Linked DNA regions of Sus scrofa: all the other regions are linked to region 1. The links are chromatin contacts, called in public Hi-C maps. All regions are on one chromosome and are shown on one strand. The core of a region is the stretch at or near the end of the contact, and the rest is flanking DNA. Distances in the headings are between cores, read along the strand shown.

The links. A called contact is a pair of places that touch in the nucleus more often than the background predicts.
Region 2: a contact with region 1 is called in a Hi-C map of liver, with 1.8 times the contacts expected there. The contact joins the promoter of FAM3A here to the promoter of DNASE1L1 in region 1. A contact is called at or near these places in 2 of 5 promoter capture datasets (fetal liver and liver), 19 of 47 Hi-C or Micro-C datasets (alveolar macrophages, blood, embryonic fibroblasts and 10 more) and 2 of 2 datasets of contacts at active chromatin or transcription factors (alveolar macrophages and skeletal muscle).
Region 3: a Hi-C map of retroperitoneal adipose tissue shows a contact between it and region 1, with 1.8 times the contacts expected there. The contact joins the promoter of LAGE3 here to the promoter of DNASE1L1 in region 1. A contact is called at or near these places in 1 of 5 promoter capture datasets (liver), 9 of 47 Hi-C or Micro-C datasets (blood, embryonic fibroblasts, fetal liver and 4 more) and 2 of 2 datasets of contacts at active chromatin or transcription factors (alveolar macrophages and skeletal muscle).

Annotation. Positions count from the first base shown.
Region 1 is chrX:124,935,740-124,939,224 of Sscrofa11.1, reverse strand. DNASE1L1 (deoxyribonuclease 1 like 1) reads left to right here and starts at 1,656. Exons shown (of 8, transcript NM_001038632.1): 1 at 1,656-1,802.
Region 2 is chrX:125,023,313-125,026,797 of Sscrofa11.1, reverse strand. It overlaps FAM3A (protein FAM3A), which reads left to right and starts at 1,679. Exons shown (of 9, transcript XM_005674051.3): 1 at 1,679-2,103; 2 at 2,205-2,277. The coding sequence starts at 2,265.
Region 3 is chrX:125,001,475-125,004,959 of Sscrofa11.1, reverse strand. LAGE3 (EKC/KEOPS complex subunit LAGE3) reads left to right here and starts at 1,754. Exons shown (of 3, transcript XM_003360514.3): 1 at 1,754-2,349; 2 at 2,598-2,726; 3 at 2,962-3,287. The coding sequence starts at 1,769. The coding sequence ends at 3,076.

The DNA.
Region 1 (3,485 bases), core at 407-2,906:
GGTTAACGAATCCGACGAGGAACCACGAGGTTGCGGGTTCGGTCCCTGCCCTTGCTCAGTGGGTTAACGATCCGGCGTTGCCGTGAGCTGTGGTGTAGGTTGCAGACGAGGCTCGGATCCCGCGTTGCTGTGGCTCTGGCGTAGGCCGGTGGCTACAGCTCCGATTGGACCCCTAGCCTGGGAACCTCCATATGCCGCGGGAGAGGCCCAAGAAATAGCAACAACAACAAAAGACAAAAAAAAAAAGAAAGAAATTTATATATATAATAGTATTTTATATCATTTAGTACATCTGTAGTGTTGTCAACCACCACCTCCAACTAGTTCCAAACATGTTCATCACCCCAAAAAGAAAGGCCTGTACTCGTTAAGCAGTCTGTTTTTTATTTATTTTATTTTATTGTATTTTAGTCTTTTGTCTTTTTACCGCCACACCTGCAGCATATGGAGGTTCCCAGGCGAGGGGTCGAATCGGAGCTTTTGCTGCCGGCCCACGCCAGAGCCACCGCAACCCCAGATCCGAGCCGCATCTGCGACCTACACCGCAGCTCACGGCAATGCCAGATCCTTAACCCACTGAGCAAGGCCAGGGATCGAACCCACAACCTCATGGTTCCTAGTCGGACTCGTTTCCGCTGTGCCACGACAGGAACTCCCTATTTATGTTATTTTATTTTGCTTTTTAGGGCTGCAGCCACAGCATATGGAAGTTTCCAGGCTAGGAGTCGAATGGGAGCTACAGCTGCCGGCCTACACCACAGCCACAGCAACACGGGATCCCCGCCATGTCTTCAACCTATACCACAGCTCCCAGCAACGCCAGAGCCTTAACCCACTGAGCAAGGCCAGGGATCAAACCCGCGTCCTCATGGATACTAGTCCGGTTCGTTTCCACTGTGCCAAGATGGGAACTCCTGTTTTTTATTTTTAAAGCAAAGCATAATTTTATTGATTACATTTTTTCTTCCCAACCTTCTGCCCATCACCATCCCCAACCGTGACATTGCTCGGAAGACCATCCAATGAGGGCCCATCATCCACCTGCAGGCACCACCCGAGCCCCCTACTTGTTCCAGCAGCGACAGTGCAGGACCGCCACAGGGCACTGAGCTGCCAGCTCTCTAATCTCCTCTCCCGCACAGTTCTTCAGTCCGCCCTCGGCTTCCACCACCATGGCCAGTTCCTGCACCGACTTTTGCTCACTTTGCTTATTCAGATCACTCAGGAGTGTGCAGCCACACCAGGCCCGGGCCGAGGACATGGAGAGAAGGCTCTTGTCCTCGGGGATGCCCAGGCTCGTCGCGGGGCTTCCCTCTGTCAGGCACACGCTCCAGTTCTGGTGTCTTCCCCACCAGATCAGGCTTGGAGGCGGCCGGGGACAGGCACTGAGCGCTGGGCCTGGGAGACTGCACAGCAGGGTTTGCACGTGGGCGCCAGCAACTCCTCGCGGCGCGCCCTTGGCACGGGCCAACTCTGACTCACAGGTCTGTCATCTGCTCAGAGCCGTCCCTTGGCCTCCGCCTGCACTGGGTCTCACGAGGGCAGGAAGGCTGGATCTGGTGGGAAGGTGGGCGGGCAGGTCCGTGGTTCCCAGACCAGGCGCCCGCCCTCCCTGCGGCCGCCAGGGCGGAGCTAAGGCCCGGCCTGCCCGCTGGGAAGGGTGTGGTGGCTGAATCGGTCCGGAAGGGTGAGTCGGGCTGACTGTCTCTTCCTCCTTTTTCCCAGGCAGGCGCTGCGATTCCTCGGGGTGGGGCGATCCGCTCGCAGCGCAGGCAGGCGTGGAGACGACCCGGTCTATGCAGGTATGGGAGCCGTCTGGCCAAAGAAAAGGAGGAAGTCGCCCCCAGCCTGTGGGGGAGGGTGAGAGGGGAAGGGAATCCGGGGGCTGGGGCGTTGGGAGCTGGACCCGGCTTTGGGCTGAGACCAGGAACTCTCTAGTGCTTGCCTTCCCCCCTCCTGGGCCCCCGGCCCCAGAGCCCTCGAGCCTGCCCCTGCCAGCCCGGGGCTGCCCAAATGCCCACATACATCCCAGAATAGGCCCCAGGGCAGAGGACCCAAAGTAGCATGAGTGACAGAGCAGGTGGCTAGGGAGAAACAGGCATCGAGCCCAGCCAGTCCGAAAGGGAGCCCAAAAGGAAAGGTGACAGGGTGACGGAGGAAAGTAGGCAGCTCGCAGTGTAGGGACTTAGGGGAGTTCCCAGGCGTGGCTCAGTGGTAAGGAGCCTGACGAGTCTCCAGGAGGATGCGGGTTGGATCCCCGGCCTCGCTCAGTGGGTTAAGGATCTGGCGTTGTCGTGAGCTGTGGTGTAGGTCGCAGACGCGGCTCAGATCCCTCTGCAGCTTTGGCCCTAAAAAAGGCAAAAGAAGAAGTAGAGGCACTTGAGGCGCTGAATGCGAGCGACGCCAACTTGGAGAGGAGCGCGGGCCCGAGCCCAACGGACAGGGCAAAGCCTGCGAGCCTGAGAGAAAGAGAAACTGAAAGAGACGCTCCGGGAGAGGGGGCTCCAGCCGGGAGGGAGGGTGAACGAGTAGGGCTCGCCCGGGGTGGCGGGGACATGGGAAAGGGGCCCCGTGACAGCGGGGTGCAGTGTGGTGGTTTGATGTATCTGAGGTCACTTTGTTTTATTTTTTTACTCAGTGAGTTGTATGACATTTGTAGTTGTACACGGATCATCCCAACTCAATGTTACAGCATCTCCATCCCAAACCCCCAGTGCATCCCCCCACCCCTCCAACCTGTCTCCTTTGGAAACCATACGTTTTTCAAAGCCCGTGAGTCAGTATCTGTTCTGCAAACAAGTTCGTTGTGTCCTTTTTTTAGATTCCACATGTCGGTGAGAGCACATGATGTTGGTGTCTCACTGGCTGACTAACTTCACTTAGCGTGATAATATCCGGGTCCATCCGTTTTGCGGCAAATGCCGGTATTTCTTTCCTTTTAATGGCTGAGTAATATTCTGAGATCACTTTAAATGCATATGCCCTTGCAGTTCTCTTATGGCACAGCGGGAAAAGGATCCAGCATTATCTCTGCAGCGGCTTGGCTCACTGCTGTGGCACAGGTTCCATCCCTGGCCTGGGAACTTTCACATGCTGTGGGTGCAGCCAAAAAAGAAAAAAAAAAAATGCATGCAGCAGTTCCCATTGTAGCGCAGTGGAAATGAATCCGACTAGTAACCATGAGGTTTCAGCTTCGATCCCTGGGCTCACTTAGTGGGTTAAGGATCCAGCGTTGCCGTGAGCTGTGGTGTAGGTCGCAGACACGGCTTGGATTCCGCGTTGCTGTGGCTGTGGTGTAGGCCGTCAGCTGTAGCTCCGATTGGATCCCTAGCTTGGGACCCTCCATATGCTGCGGGTGCGGCCCTAAAAAGCTAAAAAATAAAATAAAAAATTCATACACCCTTGAATCCAACAATTATACTGCTGGGACTTCGTCTTCAAGATAAGGTCTGACAAGTGGGGAGAGAGAGGGGCACGAAGGCGGT
Region 2 (3,485 bases), core at 430-2,929, 88 kb before region 1:
GACTACCATTTGGCTTTGGGATGCTGGCCTAGGGTGAGCCTTAAGGGCCCAGGTGTAGAGTCACTTCACGTCCACTCTGGGTGCCTAAGCTCTGGTAAAGGCACAAGAGACAGGTGAGGTCCCCACCCTGAGGCAGGAACCAAGACACAGCACACGAGTAGTGCTTCAGCAATGGGAGCTAGTGGGGCAGGGACCTGGCCCAGCAGAGGGCCCTGAAACGCCAGGGCCCAGGTGAGATGGGTCAGTGAAGGCACATGTCTTGGTACCCACCCTGGAATGGAAAGCCGCGGGCCATCAGGGTCATTCCTACACTGTGGCAGAGACGACCTCAGGTGAGGGTGTTTGACTGTCGCCCGAGATCCAGTTGGCCAATCTAGGGTTGGGGCCAAAGGTCGCGCATGAGGACAGTCTGTTCAGCTCTGGCTGCCTAGACGGAACGAAGACATGAGGGCCCAACTGAGGACCACCAGCTGTCACCTCAGCTTTGGGTGCCTACTCAGGGGCATAAGCACATGATCACCACAAACGACAGCTCAGCGCTTGGGGTCTGTACTGAGGGCGATGAGGGATGGGCTGAGGGCACTGCCCTGGGTGCCTCGCCTCAGGCAGGGACACAAGGAGCCAAGGAAACAGCAAACTGGCATCGCAGCTATGGGAGCTACACTGGGGCACAGGCAAGAGGCTGGGTGGGGACACAAGGGTCTCATCCTCTCCAAGTCCCCAGAGGAACAGGGCTGCCCCTGCGGCACAGAAGACCAGGAATGAATCGAATCGCAGGCCTCCGGTCCATCGCCAGTGTGGTGCCCCTGTGGCTGATGGTCTGCCTCTGGACTCTCAGGGGGACTCATTAAAGCCACCTTCCCAGAACGCCTGCTCTGAGCAGTATACACTGTCCCCAAGAACCAGCAGTCTGGAGTTCCTGTTGTGGCTCAGCGGGTTAAGAATGCGACTAGTGGAGGTCCCATCATGGAGCAGTGGAAACGAATCCGGCTAGGAACCGGGAGGTTGAGGGTTTGATCCCTGGCCCCCCTCAGTAGGTTAAGGATCCGGGGCTGCCATGAGCTGTGGTGTAGGTCGCAGACACGGCTCCGATCTGGCATTGCTGTGGCTCTGGTGTAGGCCGGCGGCTACAGCTCCAATTAGCCCCCTAGCCTGGGCATCTCCATGTGCCGCGGGTGCGGCCCTAGAGAAGACAAAAATCATAATAAAAAGAATGCGGCTAGTATCCAGGGAGACGGGTCCAGGCGGCAGGGCTGGCCGCAGCTCTCCCGGTGCGCTGGGCGCTGCGCCCGGAGGCCCGAGGCGTTTCCCAGCGCGGCGTTTAGACGCCCCGCCATCCTCAGAGCGAGCGGGGAGCCTCCCTCTAGAAAGCAGGCGGCGAGGGCGTGTGTGTGGCAGGGCCGAGCCCGCTGGCCTGGTCGCCTTCCCGGTTCCCCGCCGGGCTCGTCTCTACCCCCACTTCTCTAAGAGGCACGTGGATTAACTCTGAAACAATTTCTCATCCTGCGCCCAGACCCACCCGCCCCTTCCGAGGCCTCAGAAAGCCGAGCGCGGGGCCCGAGCCTAGCCGCAGCCCTCAAAGCCGGGTCTGAGCCGAAACCTCGTGGGCGGGGCCGGGCCGGGCTCCTCCCCCTCAGCAGCACGCGACTGCGCGGGAGCGCGCGTCGGGGGCGGGGCCGGGCCGGGCCCTCCCACCGGGGGCCCGGCCGCCCAGCCCGGCCGACAGCGGAGGTGGCGCCCGTGGGCCGGGCTCCCGCCCCGGGGCCGCCATTGCCAGGCTTCTCGGGCCGCGCAGCGCAGCTCCCTGGCCTCGCCGCGCCGAGCGGAGCGGAGCGGCCGGCCTGACGGGGCTGCCCCCGACCGAGCTCGCCTCCCCCCGCGGTCAGGCACGTCCCCGGCCGGCCCAACCCGCGCCGCCGGCCGCCAGACCCAGAGGGGCGGCCTGAGCTCGGGGCCTCCCACGGGAGGGGCCCGCGTCCGAGGGAACCACTTCGACTTCCCAGCCCTCGGAGCTCCCGTGGGCACGACCGTGAGCCGACAGGTTCCAGAGGCCCCTCCGGTCCCGGCAAGGCTTCTCTCCGCGTTCCCGAGGAGCCTGGTCAGGTAGTGGAATGAACAAGTCCTTGCAGCGATCGCGCAGAGGCCACAGCACGGGCCCATCCCAGACCCCCGCCCCAACCTGCTCTTCTTTTGTTGCCCCCCAGAGCGCTCTGTCCCCAAACACTGCACCTGCCGGCGGCCCCAACCCAGCGGGAGAAGTGGACATGAGGTTGGCAGGTGGGTGGCTTGCACAGTGAACGAGAGGGACTTGGCAAGGAGAGCTCCTGAAGGCCCGGGTGTCCAGGGAGTTTTGTGTCTGGACGGGTCGGGGCCGAGCCGCTGGGGGGGACCTAAGGTTGGGTTTTGGAAATGGAGGCCTCTGCAGAAACACTCATTCTATGACCTTGAGCAGATCTTTTCATCTCCGAGGAGTGCACCTCCCCAAGCTGTGCGATGAGTAAGATGGTCGTTTTCTCCCAACTGGGAGAGAGGCTCCAGGGAGTCTGGGGCTGGGTGGAGAGGCGGTGGTCTCAGAGGACAAGCTGGCCAAAGCGGTCCTGGGGTTGCATGTGACCCCAGTGGCAGCCCTGCTCATGCCCAGACAAGTAAGATGAGGGGCTCGAGGAGGGATGGGTTGGGAGCGGATTTCATAGCTGCTAAGGTTGCCGCCTTATGAATGTGACCCTAGGGAAGCCGGCCCGTGAGTAACTGGCTGGGAAGGTGTGGCCGCGAGAGTGGTCAGGGCTGGGGCAGGAAAATCGAGTCACTGCTCTGCCAGGTGAGGGTTAATCCAAGGCCGGGGGCAGAGGAGAGTGTCAGCAGTGAGGGGAGCCTGGGGCAGGAGCCTGGGAAAGGCCAGCTTTTCAGGGGACAGTGGAGGTGAACCAAGCCAGCAGGCAAGAAGGACGAGGCGTGTCTGGGTGGGGCCCCAGGGCGCTGTCCATCCACAAGCCAGCCCAGCAGGGTTTGAGCCGGAGGCTGCAGAGCCAACTGAGAGGTCGAGGAAGATCAGGGCCAACAGGTAACCCGGGGCGCTGACACCAAGAAGGTCCCAGGTGGCTTTAGCAACAAGCTGTGTTGGCGGCAGGGTTGAGGAGCCGTGCGTGGCGGAGGCCGGGGTGCACTGCCCTGGGTCGGAGACTAGGCTTGCAAAGAGCCAGCACAGAGGCCTCTGGAGGAGCCGGCAGGGCAGGGAGGCCAGTGGCTGGCTGGGGGCGTGATTCTGAAGGAGGCCTTTCCCTCTGCATTTTCTCAGGACGGGAGGTGGTGGAAATAGAGGGGAAAGAGGGAGACAAAAAGAAACCTGATCTCCAAGTCCATGAGTTTGTTTCGTTCCTGTAGATGGGTTCCTTTGTGCCATATATGAGATTCTATTTATAAGTGATATCATGCGGTATTTGTCTTCTCTTTCTGACTTACTTCACATAGTATGAGAGTCTCTCATT
Region 3 (3,485 bases), core at 505-3,004, 66 kb before region 1:
TTCAAACATGTTGTTTGTCTTTTTGCCTTTTCTGGGGCCGCTCCCACCACAGCATATGGAGGTTCCCAGGCTAGGGGTCGAATCGGAGCTGTAGCCGCCGGCCTGCACCACAGCCACAGCAACGCGGGCTCCGAGCCGCATCTGCGACCTACACCACAGCTCACGGCAACGCCGGATCCCCAACCCTCTGAGCGAGGCCAGGAATCGAACCCTCAACCTCATGGTTCCTAGTGGGATTCGTTAACCACTGAGCCACGACGGGAACTCCCCAAACATGTTTTTGGATATATAAAATATTTACATGGTTCAAAGTCAAAACGACACAAAAAGTTATATTACAAGAAATGCAATCACCCTTATAGGTGCTCATTTTCAGTAGTTTCGGGGTTCTCCATCCTGTGTTTCTTCTTCTTTTCAATAAGCATGTGTGGGTGGGGGTGGGGGTGTTCTTTGCACTTTGCTTTTTTCACATAACGATATATTCCAGAAATCATTTCATTTTTCATTAGAGGTTTTCATTCTTTCTCAGTGCTGTTGAGGAAAAGTGTGTAAATGTACCGTTGTTGATTTCACCCAGTCTGCACTGAGAGACAAGTGCTCCTGTCCAATGGCTTCTCTCCACCCCATTAGGTTGCGGGGAGTAACTTTGTGCACACATTGTTTCACACCGAGGAGTAACTAACAGTGATGGAATGTTGTAGTTAATACTGTTTCATCCAACAAGCAACAAACCACCTAGGGCATAAACTGCCGGGAGAAGTTCCCAGAGACAATACAGGAACAGCGGAGGAGGGTCCAAAAGGACAGCCTCGGATTATTAGAAATGTAGCAAAGGACATTGTGATGAAGGGTGCCTGGGCATGGCAATACGTCAGATGGGTGATCCCGAAGGCCTCTCAGAGGTGACACCGGGGCCAAGATACTAATGACCAGAAGGAAGCAGTCCTAGGAAAGTCTGGGTACAGCGTTTGCCAAATAGGAAGAGGAAGTGCAAAGAGCAGGAGTAGAGAATGCCCTAGAGGCTGCACAGAGCAAGGAAGCAGGCAGCTGCAGGTGGAGGAGCTGGGAGCCAGGGCACACAGGGCTTTTATCAGCTACAGCAAGGAGTTTGGCTTGGATTCCAAGGGCAGCAGGATATTGTTTCAGGATTTCAAGCAGGGACCTGATAGGATTTATATTAAAAATTAAGAACCGAAGAAATAAATAAATAATAAAAATGGAGTTCCCAGCACGGCGCAGTGGTTAACGAATCTGACAAGGAACCATGAGGTTGCGGGTTCGGTCCCTGCCCTTGCTCAGTGGGTTAACGATCCGGCGTTGCCGTGAGCTGTGGTGTAGGTTGCAGACGCGGCTCGGATCCCGCGTTGCTGTGGCTCTGGCGTAGGCCGGTGGCTACAGCTCCGATTCAACCCCTAGCCTGGGAACCTCCATATGCCGTGGGAGCGGCCCAAGAAATGGCAAAAAGACAAAAAAAAAAAAAAAAAAAAAAGAATTTCACGTTACTTTGAAAACATTTAGTTTTAAAGCCGCACCCCTAGCACATGGAGGTTCCCAGGCCAGGGGTCGGATCGGAGCTGTAGCCGCCGGCCTGCACCCCAGCCTCAGCCACGCGGGATCCGAGCCGCGTCTGTGACCTACACCACAGCTCAGGGCAACGCCGGATCCGTCACCCACTGAGCGAGGCCAGGGGTCGAATCTGGATACTAGTCGGGTTCATTACCACTGAGCTACGACGGGAACTCCCTTAAAAACTTACTTTTGATTAAAAATGTGTCTCCAGTTTAAAAAAGAGTATAAAATCACTGTCAAAAACTTGCAGGAAAACAGAAAAAGGAAGTTGAAATCGCGTCACACAGCGTGCGCGGGGCCGGGATTTCGGAGGGAGGCTCGGCTTCTCCGCGGCCAGTCGCGTCCGGTCCGGTTGACACCCCCGCGGGAGGCAACGGTCCGGAACCGACCACGCACGGCCCGCGGCCCCGGCGGGGCCGGTTTGCGCAGGCGCGCGGGGCGGAGCCGGCGCGGGGGGCGGGGCTTCGCGAGGGGGCCCGAGCTTCTCAGCCGCCGGGGCGAGCGCGGCCGCGAAAGCCGCGGCCCGAGGGCGGGGCGAGGGCGGAGCGCGGCGGCCATGCAGGCGGCGGACGCAGCCGCCGGCGCGAGCGGCGCGGCGGGCGGCTCCGAGGGCCCAGGCCGCAGGGGTGCCCCTGGCGGCCGGGGCCGCCCCCGCGGCGCGGGCGCTGCTGCCGTAGCCGCCGCGGGCGTTCCGCCTGTGGCGCCGGCCCAGCGCACTTCGGAAGAGGGCGGAGACCCCGCGTCCGCAGCCAAAAGGCCACGGAGCCGAGCACACGTCTTGTATCCTGCCCGAGGGGACGGCGGGGAACGGGCTGCGGCCGCCCGCCGTGGGAGGGGGGAGCGACGAGGAGACGGAGGAGTCGGGGGGCGGAGAGGCGAGGCGGAGGCCGCGGCCGCCGGGAGCGGTTATAGGGCCACGCCGGGTCTGGAGGGGCTGGAAGCGGTGCCGAAGGCGACGAGCCTGGTCAGGGCGGCCTGAGACCCGGCCCACAGCACCAACTCCACAGCCTTAACCGACTTTCCATCAGCGCCCTAAGCGTGCCGTTCCCGTCCTCCTGGGAGGCAGAGATCGCCCGCGGCTCGCTGGCCCCAGATGCTGAGCCCCACCGAGGGGCGGTTGGGAAGGAGCTCACAGTGAGCGGCAGCGACCTGGCCGTGTAAGTGCTGGAAGGGGCGGGTCGGGAGTGGCAGCAGGTGGGCGGGCCCAGGTCCCCCGAGGGGCGCTCTACTGGCGACTCCCCAGACGCTCAAGGACCGGGAGGGAGCGGACGCGCTGCCCTGCGCCCACCTCTAATGCAGATCGCAACGGCTGGGGAGCGATGGAGGCGCCGAGCTAGGGACTGGAGGCGCCGCCGCCGCCGCCTGCCTGATTGTCACTTCCCTCACTTTCAGCCACTGGAGAGCTGACGATTCCCGCCTCCTCCGAATTTCCATCGTAAACTTTCTTGACCAGCTTTCCCTGGTGATTCGGACCATGCAGCGCTTTGGGCCCCCTGTTAGCCGCTAAGCCAGGGCTGGGGAGAGGGGCCAAGGTCTGCCCTGTGTCCCTTCCCAGACAGTGCAGCCCTCCTGGGGCAGCGATTCCTGCCAGAATTGCCACTTTATTATGGGGGCTTCATCTTTTGCCCGTACTGGCCCTTGCGCACTCAGGATCCGCTTATTTGTTTGGTGCTTAAATGTTTCGTAACCACAGAAAATAAAATCGAGCTTCGAGGCTACGTCTGAGTTTATCTTCAGCTGTAGCACCTCCGTTGTCCTCAGGTTAGAGAGGAGGTTCTGGGACTCAGACAGTCACGTGCTACAAGGTCATTGAAGATAATTTAAGAGATGGGAGAGGAGGAATTCCCATCATGGCCCAGTGGAAACAAATCCGACTAGGAACCATGAAGCTTAGGGTTCGATCCCTGGCCTCGCTT